Linked DNA regions of Macaca mulatta: region 1 is linked to region 2. The links are chromatin contacts, called in public Hi-C maps. All regions are on one chromosome and are shown on one strand. The core of a region is the stretch at or near the end of the contact, and the rest is flanking DNA. Distances in the headings are between cores, read along the strand shown. Region 1 overlaps GNPTAB (N-acetylglucosamine-1-phosphate transferase subunits alpha and beta). Region 2 holds the start of ARL1 (ADP ribosylation factor like GTPase 1).

The links. Hi-C and Micro-C count contacts between places; a contact is called where the count stands out from the background.
Region 1: a Hi-C map of cortical neurons shows a contact between it and region 2, with 5 times the contacts expected there. The contact joins the enhancer-like site here to the promoter of ARL1 in region 2. A contact is called at or near these places in 4 of 14 Hi-C or Micro-C datasets (cortical neurons, fetal cortex germinal zone, fetal cortical plate and 1 more).

The regions. Positions count from the first base shown.
Region 1 is chr11:109,082,430-109,086,861 of T2T-MMU8v2.0, forward strand. It overlaps GNPTAB (N-acetylglucosamine-1-phosphate transferase subunits alpha and beta), which reads right to left. Exons shown (of 21, transcript XM_077954804.1): 8 at 1,146-1,307; 9 at 556-735; 10 at 171-341. Among named protein-coding and RNA genes, the nearest start is that of SYCP3, 36 kb to the left of the region's middle. Within about 2 kb of position 2,777, at least 4 of the 40 cell types and tissues checked have an H3K27ac peak or open chromatin away from gene starts, as enhancers often do. A contact at or near this core is called in cortical neurons, where this site is marked.
Region 2 is chr11:108,724,750-108,729,222 of T2T-MMU8v2.0, forward strand. It overlaps ARL1 (ADP ribosylation factor like GTPase 1), which reads right to left and starts at 1,389. Exons shown (of 6, transcript XM_015152578.3): 1 at 1,259-1,389. The coding sequence starts at 1,262.

The DNA of each region.
Region 1 (4,432 bases), core at 1,527-4,026, 360 kb after region 2:
TCCTAGGGTCAAGTGATCCACCCACCTCTGCCTCCCAAAGTACTGGGATTACAGGTGTAAGCCACCGTGCCTGGCCTGTGTGATATTTGACTATAGTAGTATGTGCACTGATTTTCTGATTTGCTAAGTGACTTCCACACTAGACATCCCCCCTCCTCTTAGGCACTCACCTTTTGGCCTTTGGAGTGACTGTAAAAATCATCTGGCCAGACATCCTTCCCAAACATGACATCATCATTTAGGTAAATAAACTTCTGGGACAGCCCTTCGATGCGATGAATGTGACTTTCAATAGCAGGTGAACTAAAGGTAGGCAAGTGGCTCAAATTTCGAAAAACATCCTTTTAACAACAGCAAACAAAAAAAGAGAGTGAATGAGAGCTGTTTGGGTTTGGTTTAGTTTTTGAAAGGAAGGAAGGGAAGGCAATGAAGAGCTAAAGAAAGGCAGAAATGAAGGTAGAAGGGTACGGAGAATGAAATTATGGAAATCCCTGTACCACACTAAAGGAGCAGAATTAGAAACCACAGTCTCGTAATTTTTAGAAAGTCTTGTACCTGGTGTGTTACTATTGTCACTCGAGGATTGTCAAGGTTCAGCCAGGATGGAATCTGCCCGTTGGTGACAATGAAAATATTCCGAACCCATGGTGCATGCTTCTCAATAGATCGCAGTGAGTACCTCAGTTCTTCGTTATCTTCAAAACGACTGGCAGAGATGTCTTCATCCTGCTTAGACTGAGAAAAACCCTTGGCACATGAAGATGTGAAATACCCCTTAAGTCACACCTCCTCCTCTTTGTCCCTTCCTTCTGCCCCATCTGCTCTCAAGGTGCTCTGGCAGACTTTTAACAATGGAGTCTTAATTTTAAACATTACAAAAAATGCAGAAGATCAGTATATATATTTTTAAACCCAAAATTCAAACAGACAGCATTTCTCTAACACACTTTATAAAAAAGGTTATTGGATCTGATTCTAGGTCACTTCAGTTAATACCAAACCAACGGCAGTGACTGGAAAATTAGAAAAGTTCCAATCAACTCACCTCTCTGTAAGTCCCCTTTCCTCTTCTAATACAGTAACTTACACATTTTTAACATCCTAACTCTTGATTTGGGTTGTAAAAGCTTCTGTGCATCCCTTACCTGGCTGATAGCACTCAGATCCCATAATAAATATGCAGGACTTATGGTCAGTTCTTTTCCATCAATGGTCATGTTCTTCTTAGTTTGCTTGTTCAATTCTTGAAAATCCTTGGGGTTATTCAGTTTCAGAAGTGCTACACTGGCCTCTGAATACAACTGCAACTATCAAATAACAAGAGGATTACACATGAAAAGACTGAGTCTCAAGGATGAGGCACCTTCAAATTCCCAGTCTGCTCTTTAATCTTTCTTTTTTTTTTTTTTTTTTTTTTTTTGAGACGGAGTCTCGCGCTGTCACCCAGGCTGGAGTGCAGTGGCCGGATCTCAGCTCACTGCAAGCTCCGCCTCCCGGGTTCACACCATTCTCCTGCCTCAGCCTCCCGAGTAGCTGGGACTACAGGCGCCCGCCACCTCACCCGGCTAATTTTTTGTATTTTTTAGTAGAGACGGGGTTTCACCGTGTTAACCAGCATGGTCTCGATCTCCTGACCTCGTGATCCGCCCGTCTCGGCCTCCCAAAGTGCTGGGATTACAGGCTTGAGCCACCACGCCCGGCCTTTTTTTTTTTTTTTTTTGAGATAGAGTCTCGCTCTGTCGCCAGGCTGGAGCACAGTGGCGTGATCTTGGCTCACCTCAACCTCCGCCTCCAGGGTTCAAACGATTCTCCTTCCTCAGCCTCCCAAGTAGCTGGGACTACAGGAATGCATCACCACGGCCAGCTGATTTTTGTATTTTTAGTAGAGACAGGGTTTCACCATGTTGGCCAGGCTGGTCTCCACCTCCTGACCTCAGGTGATCCGCCTGCCTTGGCCTCCCAAAGTGCTGGGATAACAGGCGTGAGCCACCACAACCACCCTGATCTTTAATCTTGAAATGGTAAGACAATATCAAAACACAACAAAAAGACCTACACAGACCAGATGCATTTCCCAAATGAATGTTAACAAAACAGGCATCTAAAAATAAGAAGGAGTGGTAAAGGCAGTGGCAAACTCGACACCTCAGAGCCATCTGAAAGCTGCAACCACTCAGTGGCACCAAGTGCTGCCAGTCTCCTCAGAGGCAAGAATCCCCAACTGCTGTATGAAATCTCCCCAATTTTTCAATGTTGGCTCAAATGATTTTTGACTTCTTTGCAAATATGCCTGCTGGCCAACAGTTTTGTGACTTTTCTTCTAGAATATTATCAATCTGCTTATATTGGGCTTAAAACCTGCAATGTAATTAACCTTGCTGGAATTGGTGACAAGCACATCTGCTAGTCGGGTGTCTGAACAGCTTTTGTGCCACATGCCCGGGAGGAGCATCTTCGGCAGGGCTGCCTGAAGTGCTTCCATGGGAAAACTAGCTTTCGGAGCAAAGCTTTTGGGGCAATCATAAATCTAAGAGTGAACATCACAAACATCAAGTTCTACAAACAGGCTTTGCCACCCCTACCAAAGTCCACACCACGCTTTATCTGTTGTCTGTTCTGACTCTGTATCACGCAACTTCCTACGAAGAGGCTTTCATCACTCAGGAAAAGTGGAGAGGCCTGAAAACCACAAATGTAGGATAGTAAAATCCTTCTCCTGAACTAGTGCTTCTAAAAGAGCCTATGGTTTTCTTTCTCAATCTATAAAACAGAAGCAAACACAAATTATTATGAGCTTATTCTGAGCTCTTCTGTTTGCTGCATGACTATTCTTAGCTCATTTTCTAAGCAGTTTCCTAAGCGTACGTAGTCCAAAACACCAGAGGTTAGAGTTAGAAATTTCATTTATATCTTTTCCCCTTATTACATAGGCCATTAACTCTTCTCACAGATTAGGTGCATGTGTGAGCACCTGCAGGTGCTTGTAACTGTCTTCCTGACTCATCACTTTCTTTTACCTCTTTTACTTAGTGAGTGCCTGGCATATATTTAGCACTCGCTAAGCTGGTTCTCACTGAGTCACTATCTTGCCTCGGCATATGTGCCGGGTGTTGGGAGGCAGGCCACGCAGGGGATTAGTAGTCTGCCTGGGTCCCTGTCCTCCCTCTCACAGCACCCCAAAGCATTTCTGAGGGCTCCCTGGAGAGAAAAAGTCACTATTCTAGAATAATTTATTTATTTACTTATTTTTATTTCTATTTTTTGAGATGAAGTCTCACTTTATTGCCAAGGCTGGAATACAGTGATGTGATCTCAGCTCACTGCAACCTCCATCTCCCGGGTTCAAGTGATTCTCCTGCCTCAGCCTCCCGAATAGCTGGGATTACAGGCATGCATCACCATGCCCAGCTAATTTTTTTTTGTATTTTTAGTAGAGGCAGGATTTCACCACATTGGCCAGGCTGGTCTCCTGACATATGATCCACCCGCCTTGGCCTCCCAAAGTGCTGGGATTACAGGCATGAGCCACCAGGCCTGGCCCCCATCTCCCGTTTCTCAAGGGGCATCAGTGTCTGGTTCAATCACAGCTTCGTTATCAATTTCTAGATCACTTTCCTCACTTGAAGGCTCGTCTGTGTTTATGTTTTCCTCCACCTTCTTACTACCTGTTTTTGTTTTTAATTCCTTGGTATTTTCGTCTGATTTATAATAGCTTTCTGAGTAGCACGTGGTACTTCACCCCCATGCTCTCCACACACTCCCTCAGGAAGCACATTTCCTCGGTGTGCAGACTGCTCGGATCCTGCTTATACATTTTCACGAAGTCCTGAAGCTCGTTCACTTTGCGAAGGTCCAGGGTCGGAAGGCAGTGGGCGAAGCTGAGGGGCTGCAGGCCAGTTTTGGGCCCAGGTGCTGGCTTGGCATCACCTCGAAGACGAGGTGTGTCTAGTTTAATTTCATAACTTGTACTGGCCCTTTGTTTGGTAAGAAGGTATATCACTAAAATTATTCTTTTATTAGAAGCCTTGCCTAGGGTTGGTTTCTAATTATATGGGCATAAAAGAGCAAGAAGAGGTTTTTCTACAGTAACTATACAATAATTCGGAAAGAGATGAAAATTAATGACGTTAAAGTAATATTTACATGTATGAGAAAGATTTTCTGCCACCGTAAAAAGGGTGGGGAAGTACCCTCTGAGAGCCACTAGGTGGCAGCCCAATCCTGAACATCATTATTACTTTTGTCAGCCGAGAGGAGGTAGTGGGAAGACTAGTTGTAGTTTGTGCCTAAGGTTGGAGTTCGTGGCTTGGGCAATTGTGGGCAACTGCCTCCATATATAGCATCTTACTTTAAATTATAAGTTTACATAAATTATAAGTTTCTGCAAAAAGGAACAACTTCTATGCCCACCCCCTACAGACCCACAGTGAAC
Region 2 (4,473 bases), core at 139-2,638:
GCACAGGAAAAGTATTGTACAGCGGCAGTACCACTGTAACCAACTTCAATCAGAGTTCTCCACCAAGCAATGTAACTAGTACAAGAAATTGAGAAAGAAGCTGAAAACAACAATTTTTGACAGAAAACCCATTTTAAAAAATAATAAAGCTCTATCCAATGCATCACAAAATATTCCCAGAAAGCTTCCTGTACACCAAGTATTGTGTAGTATAAAAGCACAGTCCTTTTCCCATCCAGAGCCATTAGAGAAGATTAAAAACAAGTTACATTAACGATACAAAAAAAAATCGTTCACATCAGAAGGGATGCCACACTGTTATTCGGCAAAGACATGGTATAACTAAGAGCTGCCAGTTGAAAAATGAACACCACCACGGGCTAGAGAACCTTGGGAAAGTTCAACAGAATGGGTGTGACTTGACAAAGTCCTTTCTACCATTTACAGGTAGAAGAGAGCCGGAACAAAACTGAAGCGGGTTATGGAAGACAGGACAGCGCCTGTGATGCTTGGGAGCAAGAAGTATGCTCCCCAGAAAACTGTGGAGGGATTTAACCAAGCCAAAGAATCTGCACCTTCATTTGGAGGGTGGGAAACAAGTTAAAGAACGTGCACCCTTATTTGGACCCTAGTGATGCTTGTGAGAATGCAAGTTCCCTCAATCAGTGGGCCAAGAATTGAGAATAAAATTTCATTTATCGACTAGAAATACCCGTATTATTGCATGAAACGCTACAGCAGATGAGCAGACAAACGCCAAACTGGCCATAAAACAACATAAGCAAAACCTGCTCTCGGATTTTTCAAACTGACGCCGTCCCAGCGCCCCTGGTAAAGAGAATAATTAAGCTTCCACTCTGGGGCCGCAGCTCATCTTTCATCAAGAAACCTCAGCGAACCGGCGACTGACGCGTTGCCAGCCTTCGCAAGAACAACTCTGCCCAGCAAGTGGAGCTGGGGATGAGGGAAAACTTCATGATAAGGGGAAAGAACTCGAACCCAGGCTCTGCAGACCCGCGCTGTCCGGGTCCCCGGACCCCGCGGGAATGAAGGGGAACGAGAGACGGCGGAGGAGAACGCGAAAGGCCGGATCCACCCCTAGAAATGAAGATCCGAGGTAAGTTAAGTCCTCGGCGACCCGCCCCCTGAGGAGCTGGCTACTCTAGGGTTCCCCAGCCGGCCCCTCTCCTCCTCTGCACCCCAGCCCTCGGCCGCGGCCGCCTCGAACGCGCCTGGGTGCCCTTCTCGAACCCCTCACCCATGATGAACCGCCTGTCCTCCCTCGCCGATCTTCAGTGATTCCTTGGCCTTCGGCTGCAGCTCCGAGGCGGTTTCCTCGCAAGCCCACTCAGCCAGCAACTTCCACGTCGGACTCCAGGCGGGGGCGGGAGCGAGGGGCAGCTGCGACTGCGCGCCGGGAACTGTGGCCTGAGCATCCACGTCGTCGTTTTCGACTCACGGTCCCCGCTCACTGGATGTAGATACTGTGGACGCCAGAAGAGAAAAATAATTCAAAAGCCTGAAGTATCTCCTGCTTCTGTTTTTCTGTACAGAAAGAGCTTCTGAAATAGAGAAACTGGAATTTTTCTTTTAAATTCTGACACCAAAAAGTGGCGAATCTGACAACTAAAAATGCGAGTCGGGCCTCCATGAGACGTCCCTGTCCGACGCTGGCGCAGGCTGCGGCGTTACAGAGGACGCGTGTCCCGGAGCGCCCGAAGGGGCCAGCCCAACTCTCCCCAGGTGCTTTCTCCCAGAAGGAAACAAGACTACGTAATAATGATAGGAATGGTCCCGCACTGCCAATGCGGAGCAGCCTTACACCTGAGGCCAGTAACTGGAGGTTTTTGTCTTCGCTGTGGCCTGCAGAACAAGGACCTCGCCCGCTTTTCTTCTCGCTGACCGAGCACTTGAGACTGCATTTCTGGGGTCGGCAGTGTGGACTGGCTGGTCACGATCGTGGGGACCAGGGACTTATTCCCTCGAGGGTCGACTGTTGGAAGTAATGTAGGTTTTGATAGTGAAGTGTGTTGAGAGGAGGAAGGAAGCACACCTAGAGGATGTGGAGAAGGAATTTCCCCTAGAGTAATTTCTAAAGGTTGAGCATGTATGTTTTAAAACTTCCCAAAGATCCATTGAAAAGCAAACCTTCCGGCAGGGCGCGGTGGCTCACGCCGGTAATCCCAGCACTATGGGAGGCCGAGGCGGGCGGATCACGAGGTCAGGAGATCGAGACCATCCTAGCTAACACGGTGAAACCCCGTCTCTTAATACAAAAAATTACCCAGGCGTGGTGGTGGGCGCCTGTAGTCCCAGCTACTCGGGAGGCTGAGGCAGGAGAATCGCTTGAACCCAGGAGGCAGAGGTTGCAGTGAGTCGAGATCGTGCCACTGCACTCCAGCCTGGGCGACAGAGCGACACTCCGTCTCAAAAAAAAAAAAAAAAAAAAAAGTAAACCTTCCATCCCTAATACCCTGTATCTCGGTGATCCCCAGTAGTCACTACTGTTAACACTCTCTTAGGTTTTCTTCCAAATCTTATTAATACCTTTGCATATTATGTTTTTATTTATAGTACAGATTTTCATCCATTCAACAGAAGCTTATGGACTGCCTTTTTAGTTTATTTTTAAAGAATTCTTCTGCTTTAAATAAAAATTATATGTATTTATAGTGTACCATGTGATGTTTTCATAGATGTATATGTTGTGAAATGATTATCACAATGAAACTAAATTAACATATCCATCACATCACATAGTTGTGTGTGCGTGTGTGTATATGTTTATTTTGTGCTAAGAATATTTAAGATCGGCCAGGTGTCGTGGCTCAGGCCTGTAATCCCAGCACTTTGGGAGGTCGAGGTGGGCAGATCCCTTGAGACCAGGAGTTGGAGTCCAGCCTGGGCAACATAGTGAGACTCCATCTCTGCAAAAAAATAAAAAAATTAGCCAGGCACAGTGGCACCTGTAGTCCCAGCTACTTGAGACGCTGAGATGGGAGGATCACTTGAGCCTGGGAGGCAGAGGTTGTCATGAGCCGAGATCCTGCCACTATTCTGCTTTCTAATTCTACGAGTTACACTTTTTTTTGACTCTACATATAAGTGGGATCATGAAGTATTTGTGTTTCTGTGCCTGGCTTATTTCCCTTAGCATAAATTCATCCATGTTATCACAAATGACAGGATTTTCTTCTTTTTAAAAGCTGCATAGTATTCATTATGTATATAAATATACATATATATACCACATTCCTATATTTCACATTTTCTTTGTCCATTAGTTCACTCTTAGGTGAGTCCATACTTTGGCTATTATGAATAATGCTGCAATGAGCATGGTGATGCAGATAGCTCTTTGACATAGTGATTTCATTTTATTTGGATATATACCCAGAATATATGGTATATATGTATATATTGTATATATGGTATATATACATATATGATATGTAGTATATACTATATGGTTTACACTGTAGTTCTATTTTTAATTTTTTGAGGAGCCTCCATACTGCCTCCCATAATGGCTGTACCAATGTACATGCTCACCAACCACGCCTATTTTGGTTTTGACTTGTTTGCAGACCCCTCTAGTTGTCTAGGTTCTGAACTAGGTTTGCCTGTTGTTCTCACCCTTGCCCCCAAAACCACAGGTTCACGGAAATTTTCCTGCAAGGAAAAGTTTGTTTATTTTTATTTTTGTTAATGGTTTGAGAAGGGGAGAAGAGCTCTTTACCTAAACACCCAAACCTTTCTAAGCCTATCCTTTGTAAGCACTGTGTGGTCTAATTATTGGACCTCTGTGCTTATGATTCTATAATACCTCCTCTTAAACAAGATTAGTTTGCTGCTACTTGAAAGATCTTGGCCATTACTACTTCAAACTTACGTCGATGTCAGATTTATATTTGAGTATGATGTATGTAATTCTTGAAAATAGAGATTCCCTTTAAAAGAGAACTAAGGCCAGGCACAGTGGCTCATGCCTGTAATCTCAGCCCTTTAGGAGGCCGAGGTGGGTGGATCACCTGAGGTCAGGGGTTCAAGACCAGCTCGGGCAATGTGGTGAAACCCCATCTCTACTAAAAATGCAAAAATTAGCTGGGCGTGGTGGCAGGTGCCTGTAATCCCAGCTACTCGGGAGGCCGAGGCAGGAGAATCTCTTGAACCTGGGAGGTGAAGGTTGCAGTGAGCTGAGATTGCCCCACTGCACTCCAGCCTAGGCGTCAGAGCAAGACTCTGTCTCAAAAAAATAAATAAAATAGAACTGAAAGGAAAAATGTGCTGTAATATAAATTTGTATTCAAACTACATATTCTGAACCAGATAAATGAGATATATATCAGGATGCTTTGTAAACTGAAATACTATATACAAATTTACATGTATTGACAGCCTTTCAGAATCTATATTAAGCACCTAATTACAAGTCACTGTGGAAATGACAGTGTGATAAACACTAAAAAAGAC